Linked DNA regions of Pan troglodytes: region 2 is linked to region 1. A link is a contact called in public HiChIP or PLAC-seq data. All regions are on one chromosome and are shown on one strand. The core of a region is the stretch at or near the end of the contact, and the rest is flanking DNA. Distances in the headings are between cores, read along the strand shown.

Region 1 (6,046 bases), core at 2,734-5,233:
TCTGAAGCTGGGGGATGGGGAGCTTCCAGGCTATAGGGAAATTTAAACATTTTCTGGTTGACAATTGGTTGAGTTTGTCTAAAGACCTGGGATCAATAGAAAGAAAATGTTCAGGTTAAGATAAAAGATTGTGGAGGCCGGGCACAGTGGCTCACACCTGTAATCCCAGCACTTTGGGAGGCTAAGGCAGGCGGATCACAAGGTCAAGAGATGGAGACCATCCTGGCCAACATCGTGAAGCCCCGTCTCTATTAAAAATATGAAAATTAGCTGGGTGTGGTGGCAGACGCCTGTAGTCCCAGCTGCTCGGGAGGCTGGGGTAGGAGAATTGCTTGAACCCGGGAGGCGGAGGTTGCAGTGAGCCGAGATTACGCTATTGCACTCCAGCCTGGGCGACAGAGTGAGACGCCGTCTTAAAAAAAAAAAAAAAAAGATTGTGGAGACCAAGGTTCTTTGAAGTCTCTTAGTGGCTGCCCTTAGAGACAACAGTTGACAAATGTTTCCTATTCAGACCTTTAAAAGGTGCTAGACTCTCAGTTAATCTCTTCAGGATTAGAGGGCCCAGAAGAAAAAGATCTATCTGTGTTATTAGAGATTCTTTACAGATGTAAATTTTCCCCCATAAGGTACGACTTTGCAGGGCCATTTCAAAATATGGCAAAGTGGCCGGGTGCGGTGGCTTACTCCTGTAATCCCAGCACTTTGGGAGGGCAAGGCAGGAGGATCACCTGAGGTAAGAAGTTCGAGACCAGCCTGGCCAGCATGGCAAAACCCCATCTTTATTAACAATACAAAAATTAGCTGGGCATGGTGGTGGTGGGTGCCTGTAATCCCAGCTACTCGGGAGGCTGAGGCAGGAGAATCCCTTGAATCTGGGTGGGGGAGGTTGCAGTAAGCCAAGATCACCCCATTGCACTCCAGCCCGGGCAATAAGAGTGAAACTCTGTCCCGCTCCCCACCCCCGACCAAAAAACATATATATATATATGGCAAAGAAACATGTTTTGGGGTAAAATATTTTGACTTTCTTCTTTGTCACGTAATTTTATGCCAGAGTATGACTGAAAAGTCAGTCACAATATATAGTGTTAAATAAAACCCAACTGATAAGAATTTCTGGTTTGTAGGGCATGACTCCCCAGACCCTTTCGATAGGAATTTGGGCAAGATAAGAAAAAATCAGAGCTTAGTCCTCATTAGGAACTGCCTCTTCTTCTCCTTTAAAAACCCACTTGTGACTTCTGCTAATTGGGAGCATATACTCAGGGCAACTTCAATCTTCGCTTCACAGTCTTCAAACTTGGCCCAAATAAACTCTCTACTTATATCAAGTTTGCCTTAGATTTTTCCCTTTAGGTTGACATTTCCCAGAAGTTTTAATCAGATGAAGAAAGCTCCCAGAAGGTTTATTTCTGCATCTATTGAATCTGAAATGTCTTCGGCTTAAAATAATTGTTATACCAACTCTGGTGTTCTGAATGGGTCCCCACACAGCAAAGAATAGAGCCAGAATGTTGCATTTGTGAAAGGAAAATAAAAACTCAGGACTCCAGTTGACTATGCCAAAAGGAAAAAAAATAAACTGAAAACTGAGTCATGCAAGAAGCTGCCTTTCCTTTTGTTCCTAAGCAGATAGCTACAGACAAAAGGTTAAATATTTACAAAATTAGCCGGGTGTGGTGGCACATGCCTGTAATCCCAGCTACTCCGTAGGCTGAGGCAGGAGAATCACTTGAACCCGGGAGGCAGAGGTTGTGGTGAGCCGAGATTGCACCATTGCACTCCAGCCTGGTCAACAACAGCGAAAACTCTGTCTCGAAAAAAAAACACAAAAGGTTAAATATCTCCACAGGCATATTTACTTTATCTTATGTAAAGTGCCAGATGAACACATAATTGAGTATCTCCCTACCTGCTCCTTTTCTCTTGCGACATGTGGATTGCCATACCCTTCTTCTTTCCCTCCAGCTCACTTTTCCCCTTTAAATATTGAAGCCCTCAAAATGATCTTTGGAGAAAGCCACAGACCACAGACTGTTTCTGCGATTCCGTGTTTATTTCTTCCAGCCATGTCCTTAACCTTGGCAAAATAAACCTCTAAATCGATTGAGACCTGTCTCAGACATGTTTTGCTTGACACATCCAAATTCCAGTTCCAGCACTTACTAGCTAGCTGTGGGATCTTGAGCCACTTACTTAATCCTACTTTCCTTCTCCGTAAAATGGGGATAATTATAATACCGACTTCCAAATTTGTTGTGAGGATTAACTTAAGGCAGAGTCCTCAGAAAAGTACCTATAGAGGGTTATTCGGGCCAACGGCCAAGGTTGAGGACTGCGACCCAGGACACACTTGCAAGTTGTCTTGGGGGAGCACTCTGGACAACAAAAGAGAGGCTCATATTTTCAAAGAAAGAAAGATGAATTAGGAGAGGAAGTGAATACAAAAGTTGTTCATCAGGAATTCTCATTGTTTACAGAAGTAACACCGGTTATACATTGTTTAGCGCTTGGCTATACATTGTTGAACTATAAGGTGTATGGCATTTAATGGCTACTTGGCATAGCAAGTGGTTTCAAGAGATAATTACTTAGCTCAAAGAAGAGTGAGAGTGACTGTTGCTACATTTTAAATGCCTGTCTGGGCCTGATAATTTAAAGGGGCTCATCTTCCTTAGATAAAAAGGTTTTGTTTTGTTTTGTTTTTCATAGTACATAATCTTTAAAATGCATGCTAATTATTACTGTGAGTACTCTATCTGAGATGATGTCCCCAGAACTGGGGGAAAAAAACACTTGTAAAAAATTATCAAAGGAAAGAACTGACAGGACTTGATAGCTCTGAGGATCCCTCAGAAGCACTCGTCAAACAGCTTAGGGTTTAATTGCTATTCTGCCACTTAACTTCTTTGTGCCTCATCCTATCTGTAAAGGGGGGTAATAATAGTATTTGTAGGGACCAAGGGAAACTTTCCCTTCGCCCTCTGAAATTCTGCTGAAAAATCAACCCACAAAAAACAGATTAATTGAAGAAAAGGCATAGAAATTTTATTAATGTGTCCACGGGGAACCACAGAGTGACTACCCACTTCCCAAACGAGTTCAGAAGCTTATGTGTCATTCAGGCAAAGCGGGTTATGGGAGTGAGGGGAAGAGGAATTCTGCTGAGGGAGAAGGAATGGATCAGGGAACAGATTAACTAGTACATTATCATGTGAAAGGGTCTGTTCAGGTGTGATTATATTCTTGGTTTTATAGGGAGGGGAAGAAAAAAACAGTTGTTCCTTCTGATGGGTCTGGACGCTTGGTAACGGCTTTGGGAGAAAGGGGGCGGGAGTAGGAAGGTCAGACAGACCTTAAGGCTTAACTTAGTAAGTCAAACCACCATATTTTGGGTATGGATTTCTGAGCCCCAATATAATAGGTACTTCTTAGGGTTGTTGTGAGAATTGAAGATTATTAATTATAAAGTGCCTGGGTTGGTGCTTGGCACATCGTAAACAACTCCATAAATGCTCGCTTTTACTGTCGTGGATACACGGAGGTGGGAGACCCAATTGGGTTCCAGCCCATGTTATTGGCCCCCATGGCTATATGGTCTTTACGGCTTCCTAGTCTCTTCACCATCTCTAAGGTTTGTTTCCTCATCTGAATCACAGGTGAGTGATTCTCAGGGTGACTCAAGAGGGCTGGTGCCAGTGGCAGAGCAAGGGAAATCGAGGGAAGGCGCCTTCGTGTCAGAGGCAACACACCCAGTGGGAGGATCCTGCCGGCCCTGCTCTCTCCTACCTTCCCTTCCCGGGCTCAACGCTGGGGTCGGTCTGGCAGCTATTCCGGGAATCTGAGCGCAGATTCTGACAAAGGAGACGTCTTCCACCGACCACATCACGTGGAGCTCCAAAGCACGAGCACGGCCTCCCGCGGCTGTGACCTCAAGGCGGAGCCCCTGGTGACCTCAGGGAGAGTCCCCACCCCCGCAGCCCGTGCGCCCGGGGCAGGGCGGGGGCAGGGAGAGGGGGCGGAATCGGGGCGGTCCCGGGAGCGCCCCGCCCGCTCCGCCTCCGCAGCGTTGACAGCTGCCCGCCACCGAGAGATCAGCTGTTAGAGATCAGAGGAAGAGGAAGGGGCGGAGCTGCTTTGCGGCCGGCAGCGGAGCAGTCAGCCGACTACAGAGAAGGGTAATCGGGTGTCCCCAGCGCCGCCCGGGGCCCTGAGGGCTGGCTAGGGTCCAGGCCGGTGGGGACGGGACAGACGAACCAGCCCCGTGTAGGAAGCCCGACAATGCCCCGCTACGGAGCGTCACTCCGCCAGAGCTGCCCCAGGTCCGGCCGGGAACAGGGACAAGACGGGACCGCCAGAGCCCCCGGACTCCTTTGGATGGGCCTGGTACTGGCGCTGGCGCTGGCGCTGGCTCTGTCTGACTCTCGGGTTCTCTGGGCTCCGGCAGAGGCTCACCCTGTTTCTCCCCAAGGCCATCCTGCCAGGTTACATCGCATAGTGCCCCGGCTCCGAGATGTCTTTGGGTGGGGGAACCTCACCTGCCCAGTCTGCAAAGGTCTATTCACCGCCATCAACCTCGGGCTGAAGGTGAGCACTGAAGGGGCTGCAGTGGAGGAGGCCGAAAGGAGTGCTGGGGCTGGGGGCTGGGTCTGATGCTGGTGCGCTGGGCTCAGAACGCATCCCTGATGGAGAGGGTGGCATCTACAATCCATCACTGAGTTTGCTCCCCTTTGGGGACACCCATGGCTACATGCCACCATCACCCCATTGTGACCTTTGTGAAGTAAGAAAATAATGCAGACAGTGCCTGAGGAAGTCAGCTTGCCAAGCAAAGGCCTCATGCCACAGGCCGCTGAGCTAAAGAAGAAGCGATGGCCTGGCGCTGCCTGAGTTACAGGGCAATATCTGGAAGGCAAAGGTGTGCACTGAGCTTGGTGCACTGAGTCCTGCCCAGCCCCAGTTTGGAAATGGAGGCCCAAGGGGTGGTGGCCAGGGGTTGGCCTTGTTCCTCTGCTCTGCCTCTGATTTCTCACCATGCGCTCCTCCCACTGCAGAAGGAACCCAATGTGGCTCGCGTGGGCTCCGTGGCCATCAAGCTGTGCAATCTGCTGAAGATAGCACCACCTGCCGTGTGCCAATCCATTGTCCACCTCTTTGAGGATGACATGGTGGAGGTGTGGAGACGCTCAGTGCTGAGCCCATCTGAGGCCTGTGGCCTGCTCCTGGGCTCCACCTGTGGGCACTGGGACATTTTCTCATCTTGGAACATCTCTTTGCCTACTGTGCCGAAGCCGCCCCCCAAACCTCCTAGCCCCCCAGCCCCAGGCGCCCCTGTCAGCCGCATCCTCTTCCTCACTGACCTGCACTGGGATCATGACTACCTGGAGGGCATGGACCCTGACTGTGCAGACCCACTGTGTTGCCGCCGGGGTTCTGGCCTGCCGCCCGCGTCCCGGCCAGGTGCCGGATACTGGGGCGAATACAGCAAGTGTGACCTGCCCCTGAGGACCCTGGAGAGCCTGTTGAGTGGGCTGGGCCCAGCCGGCCCTTTTGATATGGTGTACTGGACAGGAGACATCCCCGCACATGATGTCTGGCACCAGACTCGTCAGGACCAACTGCGGGCCCTGACCACTGTCACAGCACTTGTGAGGAAGTTCCTGGGGCCAGTGCCAGTGTACCCTGCTGTGGGTAACCATGAAAGCACACCTGTCAATAGCTTCCCTCCCCCCTTCATTGAGGGCAACCACTCCTCCCGCTGGCTCTATGAAGCGATGGCCAAGGCTTGGGAGCCCTGGCTGCCTGCTGAAGCCCTGCGCACCCTCAGGTACTTATCGTCCATGGAAACCCAGGAAGGGAAAAGAAAGGTGAATGAAAGTGAAGGGAAAAGGGAACCTGGGGCATTGTCTCTGATTGCTCTAGCATGAGTCCTTAGTGCTCTTCATTTGGCTCCCCTAATCTGACTCCTCCTTCCCTTTCTACTCTTTTGCCACACCAGGCTATTTTTTTTTTTTTTTAATTTTAGTTTAGTTTTTGTAGAGAGAAG
Region 2 (6,444 bases), core at 1,946-4,445, 210 kb after region 1:
AAAAACAGGTACAGACGTCTTGGGGCCCTCACCTTGGAGACAATCTTGAAGCCTAGCTTGGTCACAGCCCGCAGAAAGGTTCGAACATCCTCGAAGCGGCTGCTGACCTCAGCCACTTTCAGGAGACCCCTGAGAAAGACAGAAAGTTCTGTGTAAGTGCACAGACTCATGCATGCACACATACATACATGCATCTGTGTCCTGGGGGCTCTTACCCTGGCTTCAGTACTCTATTTGCCTCCTCTAGGAAGTCCCTGATGTTGGTTCCCATCAGTGAAAGGCAAAACACAGCCACATCCACAGACTCATCCTCCAGAGGAACCTGTGGAGAGTGAGAGTGTTGTATAAGGCACACAGTGCAGAAGAAGAAAGCCAGCACTGAGATACCAGGATGGGAAAGGGGAAGGAAGGGTTAGAGATTAGCATACGGAGGTTGGTCCTAGAGCACAAGCCAGATAACATAGGGGTTTACCTGGGCCATGTCACACACAGTGACCCTAGGGTCCAGAGAAGCCAAGTCAAAGCAATGCACAGGGTTCCGGATACTTGAAGCCAAGCGGCAATCCCCACAGCCGAAGTCAGCCACCACTAGGGATGCAGGCCTGAGAGTGGAAGGCAAGGGTCACATATTGGTCTGATCTGAGCCTATGACTGACCCACCACATGGCTTCTCACAGTCCCTGACCCCCATTCACCGCTGGCGAAGATCCCTGGCGATGCGGTCCACTGGCTGCAGTGGCCACTTCTTCACTTGGCTCTGGAAGCCGCGGTGGTAGAGAAGAAAAGCTTCAGGGTCTCCCTGGAAGAGACGCTGTGCAGCACTGCTGGGCCCTGAGTACAACTGTTCATTGAGGTAGCGAAATCGGGCCCCATCCAGCCGCTGTGCCATGCGGGCTCGCAAAGCCCCTGCCCGAGCCTCATGGCTGTCTGTCCTGGGAACAGGAGGCACCTCTGTCTTCTCTGTGGGGGCCTCAGCTGGGGCCTGGTCTGGCACCTGAGGTGGCTGAAACTTGTTCTTACATCTTCTCTTGTTCTTTTGCCGGTTCCGCCACTGCTTGCGGCTTAATGTATGAGGGGGTTTAGGGGAAGTGGACCCAGGGCTTTGCTTTGGTGGATCATTTGTAGTACTACCCTTCCAGGCTTTGGGACCTACAGGGAGGGAGATGGGAAGGTGCACATGAGGCAAGATCTCTTACATTCAGAGTCACGGCAAGTCATCCCAGCCATACCTCTGTCTTTGAGATCGTGACTGTGGCCTGCATAGAAGTACTTCTTATTGCCTGAGTACACCATTAGCCCCAATCCTAATGGCAGTGGATAATCACTCTTGTATGTAGAACCAGCTGACCCCCCGACACACACACACCAACACACACACATATACACATCCAATGGTACCTGTTTGGTCAACATTGTCCAGGTGCTGGGCTGAATTTATAGGGGCATGTTTCTGGCATTTCCTCTTTCCTTTCTCATCTTCAGCAGAGTCACTGCCAACAAGAGCCTGTTTGTGGCATTTCTTCTTCCTTTCTACTTCTTCCTCAGAGTCACTGCAAGGTGGGCCCTGTTTTTGACATTTCTTCTTCCCTTTCTTCCCTACTTCAGCAGAGGCACTGGCAAATGATGCCTTTTTGGGGCATTTCTTCTTCCTTTCCTCCTCCTCCTCCTCAGAGTCACTTATACATAGGCTGGGGGGATGCTGGGAAAGAGATGCTGCCTCTAGGGCCCGTAATGTGGCCAAGAGCTGGCGGCGCTTGGAGCCCTGGAGGAAAACAGGGGATGAGAGTGGGCCTAAAGAGAATGGATGAGGCCTGGAGAACAAGAAGGGAGAGATGTGGACCTGATTCAGACTGGCAGAAGCATCTGAATTCTTCCCAGTCAAGCCTGCCAGAACCCAGAAGAACTTTTATGTCACCACCCCAACTTCTGGGAAGCTGGAGAGCAGAGAAACCACCTATCCCACTTTCTTCAATGTGTAAATGAGCTAATGGAGGTTTCCCCAAAGGAAAATGCAAAGGCCACAAGCAACAAGACCAAGGCCAGAGACCAGGAATTCCAACCCTTCACCTTGAGCTTTTGCCTAGAGCTGATACATTTCTGTAAGAGGTAAGGAGGCTTCTGAACACAGGAGACACATGATCACACACGTATATTAAATATTTAACATGTCTCTAGCTGCAGTGTAGAAAACAAACTGAAGGGGAGAAATTGCAGACAGAGAGGCCAGCGGCTTGGACAATGGTAATGGGGCTAGGGGACGAAAAAGGAGGAAACAAAGCAGGCCGATTCCATGTTGGAGGCAGACTGAAGGGTAAGAAAAGCCTGAGGAAGCAGGGCCCTCACATCTGCAGAGGCTCAAAGGAGAAGATGTATTGTCGGGAAGGCTGATTCTGTGTTGCAGTCCTACCAGGTAATCCTAGGCCAGGCACTTACCCTGATTCTAAGTTTCCCACACCCTCCTTTGAACAATGATACTGACAACTCTTACTGTCTCCAATCCATCCTCCACACTGCAACCAACGACCCTTTCAAAATACAAATCTGAAGAAATAATTCCATTGCCTAAAACCTTTCATTGGCTTCTATTCTCAATATACGCAAAACTTCTACCTCTTGAACAGCATCCCCTTTCATTTACTATGTATTTCAACCACAAGGACCACTTGTGTTTGTGACCCTAACAGAACATGCTCTCTTGTCCCAGGGCCCTTGTACGTACTTTTTCCTGTCTGAAGAACCCTCTTCGCTTCACCAACTTCTACTCAACAACTCTCTCTGACCCAACGTCAGTTTCTTTTGGAAGTTCTCGGATCTTCAGATCAGGACTCGCCCTTAACGGTGCCACAGGTGTCCCTCCCCGCAATACACACAGCGCTGGGATCCACCAATGTCCGCTTCGCGGCCTGAAACAGCTCCCATCGCCCCTGCGAGTCACTCACCTTGTTTTGCGAGGAGGCCGCAGGCGGAGGTCGTGAGATTACGGGCCCAAGGCCCGCGGCTACTGGGGCCGCCTCGGCCCACTCAGGCTCTTCGAACATGAGGGTCGGGAGGGCAGGGTCGCCGAGTCCCCGCTCTTCTCCACGTGCACAGCGCTCCTCTGGAAGTCGGAGCGCTCAGACCTGCCAGAACCGACCCGGAAACCAAAGCGTGACGGCCAGGGGTTGCTAGAGCGGCCGGCGCGGCGCAGCGAACCATCGAGTTTAGCCAGGCGCGGCTAGAAGGGCAGGGAGGCGGTGGGAGGGGAGGGACGGAGGCCCGCGCTGCCCAAGAGCGCCACGGGCGGGGCGGGGCGGGGCGGGGCCGGCGGCGGGCTGCGGGCGCGGCCGGACGGGAGTTCCCCGGAGAAGGATCCTGCAGCCCGAGTCCCGGTGAGTGCGAGAGGACCCGCGCCCCCTGTTACCCCTCACTTCTCCTGAGTTCCAAGTAAGGAACGGAGCCAACCCTGGGGAGGACCCCCGGTCCCCTCTCCCAGAGTATACGGAGCCTGAACCTCCCCACTTCCCCCAACTCTGTTCGCCGATCGGGTCTAGTTGCCTGCTCTCGGACATCCGTTCAGCAGACACGACCTCTTCGTCACCCCCTGCCCACCCTGACCCGCCTTTACCTCGCGTCTAGAGGACACAGCCAGGGATCATCCCGCAGCCCCGAACTCCTTCACAGACCCCCACTAGCCGGGGACGCAGCTCAGGCCCCCTACCCCCAACACAAACACTTCTCTCCTGTAGAGGATAAAGCTTGGGGTTCATCCTCCTTCCCTGGATCACTCCACAGTCCTCAGGCTTCCCCAATCCAGGGGACTCGGCGCCGGGACGCTGCTATGGACGACATTTTCACTCAGTGCCGGGAGGGCAACGCCGTCGCCGTTCGCCTGTGGCTGGACAACACGGAGAACGACCTCAACCAGGGGTGAGCCGAAACGGTTGGTGGATGAGAGGAAGGCTAGAGATCTGGCTACGTGGAGTGGAGTGCTCATGTCTGGTGGTGGCGGCTGCCTTTGCTAGCCAGTGTAATGAGTGCTAAGCATAGCCTGTGGCGGGCAGAGGGTTTTCACAGAGGACGCAGTTTGAGCTGAATCTTGACTGCAGAATAAGAGTTTCACAGGCAGAGGCTACAGAGAGCTTTCCAGCCTCAGTAGACTGCATGGCCAAAGGCTAGGGGGCAAGGCACAGAGCAGAGAGAACAGGAAATTGTCTGGAGTTCCATATGGCTGGAGGATAGATGATCTCTGTGGGTCGGAGCATTGGGTACAAGAGGAAAAGAACAGGACATAAGACTGTAGAGGTCTCCAAGGATCAGCCAGATCATGCAAGCATATTTAGGCTATAAGAAGGTCTTTATTTTAAAAGCAAGGTTTTAAAGCTGTATAGTGACATAATGAGATTGTCCATTTTTCAGTATCATCTTGGATGCTTTGTGAAGAGCAGGTGGAAAGGAGGCAATTGCCTAGTTCATCGTAGAAGTAATGATGTCTTGGACTAGAATTAGGGTGAGTGAAAAAGAGAAGTGATCAAATTCCAGAAGTCTTTAGGACGAAGAATTGTGGAACTTGGTGTGGGGAGTGAGTAGGGGCAAGGATGAGGACCGGGGTTCTGGCTTGGGAACTTGGTTGTTTTTACTGAGATGGAGAAAACTGGAGGATGAGGCATTTTATTCTGGACATGTTAAAGTTAAGGTGACAATGCAGCAAGGTGGAAATGTTGAGTGTGTTGTTGGTTATGCAGATTTGCAATTCAGGGGAGGAACCTGACTTGGAGACACAGATTTGAGAGCTATCAGCATATAGATAGCATATATATATCATATATATAGATGATACTTGAAGACATGGTTGTGAAGGAGAATGTCTCAGGAGAGTGGAAGGCAAGAGGTCAGGGGACAGGAAGCCTGCACGACAGAAAAGGAGCAACTGGAAGTTGAAAAAGAAATAGGAAAATGTGTGAGTAAAGCTTACAGAAGAGAATGTTTTAATGAAGGGGAGGTGGTCAACAGCAGTACAGGCTACTGAGAGATCAAAGAACATTAATATTTTAAAGTAGCCATTGAATTTACAGTTGGGTTTTTTTTTTTTAAGTTAAGGGGTACATGTGCAGGTTTGTTGGATGGGTAAACTCGTGTTATGGAGGTTTGTTGTGCAGATCATTTCATCACCCAGGTATTAAGCCATAGTACCCATTAGTTATTTTTCCTGATCCTCTCCCTCTTCCTATCCACCCCACTCTGGTAGGCCCCAGTGTCTGTTGTTCCCCTCAATGTGCAGTTAGGATGTATTTGACCATCTGTGAGTGTTGTTTCAGAATAATGGGTGAAGAAATCAGACTACATTGGGTTCCTTAATTTAAGGCACTATGATGAACACCTTCTGTGCTGGGTGCTAGAGTCCAGAATCTGACATAATCTCTGCTCTCAATACAGCAGATTTGTGGCAGATTGAAAAGTAGGCCGGGTGCGGTGGCTCATGCCTGTAATCCCAGCACTTTGGGAGGCCGAGGCTGGTGGATCACGAGGTCAGGAGTTCGAGACCAGCCTGACCAACATGGTGAAACCCTGTCTCTACTAAAAATACAAAAATTAGCCAGGCGTGGTGGCGTGCGCCTGTAATCCCAGCTACTCGGAGGCTGAGGCAGGAGAACTGCTTGAACCCGGGAAGCAGAGGCTGCAGTGAGCCAAGATCATGCCACTGCCCTCCAGCCTGGGCCACAGAGCAAGACTCTGTCTTAAAACAGAAAAAGAAAACGAAAGTTGAGAGGTGAGCAAATAGTGAAAGTGAATGTACACCAGTTCTACAAGGTTGGCTGAGATAGGAAGGCAAGAAGAGCAGTAGTGATGGTGACTCAGAGTGGCAAATTCAAATTCTTTATTTTTTAAAATTGGTGGAGTTTAGTTTTTAGGTTTGACAGGTCAGGATCACCTGTCATCTTAGTCTAGACTTCACTGGTTCCCATTAGGTTCTACACTATTTCTCTTTAATACTTTGCAAAGTCATTTGTTCCATTTTTCATATAATTCTCAAAGGGTACCCTGATAAAGACAGTAAGCACTGTTACTGTTTTGTTGGTGAGGAAATACAGGCTTAGGCAGTTGCCCAGTGGGCCTAACATCTAGGAAGACTCTAGCTGGGTCTAGGAAGACTCTAGGAAGATGCTGCCAGAAGGAAAAGGGGTGGAATTAATGAAACTGGAAGGTTGTGGTGCTGGTTTGAGGAGTAAAGTATGGGGGCCTAAGTTGGCTATATGCTGGATATGAAGAGGGGGTTAATTCCTTGCAGGTCTTCTTGAGATAGAAGTCCAGGCCCTGAGGTGGCAGGCAGCCTGAGAGTGAACAGAACCCTTGTGCCCATACTTTTGCCCCCCGAGTTTGGCCTGCCCTGGCGCCACAGGCAGTACTGGAAGCTGATAAGTCAGGGCACAAATTAAAGGTCTAGGAGGCAAGACCAACTGATAAACA

The links. HiChIP or PLAC-seq counts read pairs in DNA pulled down with a chosen protein or histone mark.
Region 2: a contact with region 1 is called in an H3K4me3 HiChIP or PLAC-seq map of stem cell-derived excitatory neurons, with 4 times the contacts expected there. The contact joins the promoter of RRP8 here to the promoter of SMPD1 in region 1. A contact is called at or near these places in 1 of 7 Hi-C or Micro-C datasets (stem cell-derived neural progenitor cells), 1 of 1 datasets of contacts at active chromatin or transcription factors (stem cell-derived excitatory neurons) and 1 of 1 other capture datasets (stem cell-derived neural stem cells).

Annotation. Positions count from the first base shown.
Region 1 is chr9:10,534,612-10,540,657 of NHGRI_mPanTro3-v2.0_pri, forward strand. It overlaps SMPD1 (sphingomyelin phosphodiesterase 1), which reads left to right and starts at 3,984. Exons shown (of 6, transcript XM_508253.9): 1 at 3,984-4,587; 2 at 5,055-5,827. The coding sequence starts at 4,282. It overlaps LOC129136402 (a long non-coding RNA gene), which reads right to left and starts at 4,012. Exons shown (of 3, transcript XR_010147121.1): 1 at 3,790-4,012; 2 at 1,691-1,810.
Region 2 is chr9:10,749,217-10,755,660 of NHGRI_mPanTro3-v2.0_pri, forward strand. It overlaps RRP8 (ribosomal RNA processing 8), which reads right to left and starts at 3,196. Exons shown (of 8, transcript XR_008537959.2): 1 at 2,940-3,196; 2 at 1,399-1,762; 3 at 696-1,149; 4 at 473-602; 5 at 216-322; 6 at 33-129. It overlaps ILK (integrin linked kinase), which reads left to right and starts at 3,778. Exons shown (of 10, transcript XM_054661992.2): 1 at 3,778-3,906. The coding sequence starts at 3,818. LOC134807232 (a long non-coding RNA gene) reads right to left here. Exons shown (of 2, transcript XR_010147124.1): 2 at 5,840-6,444.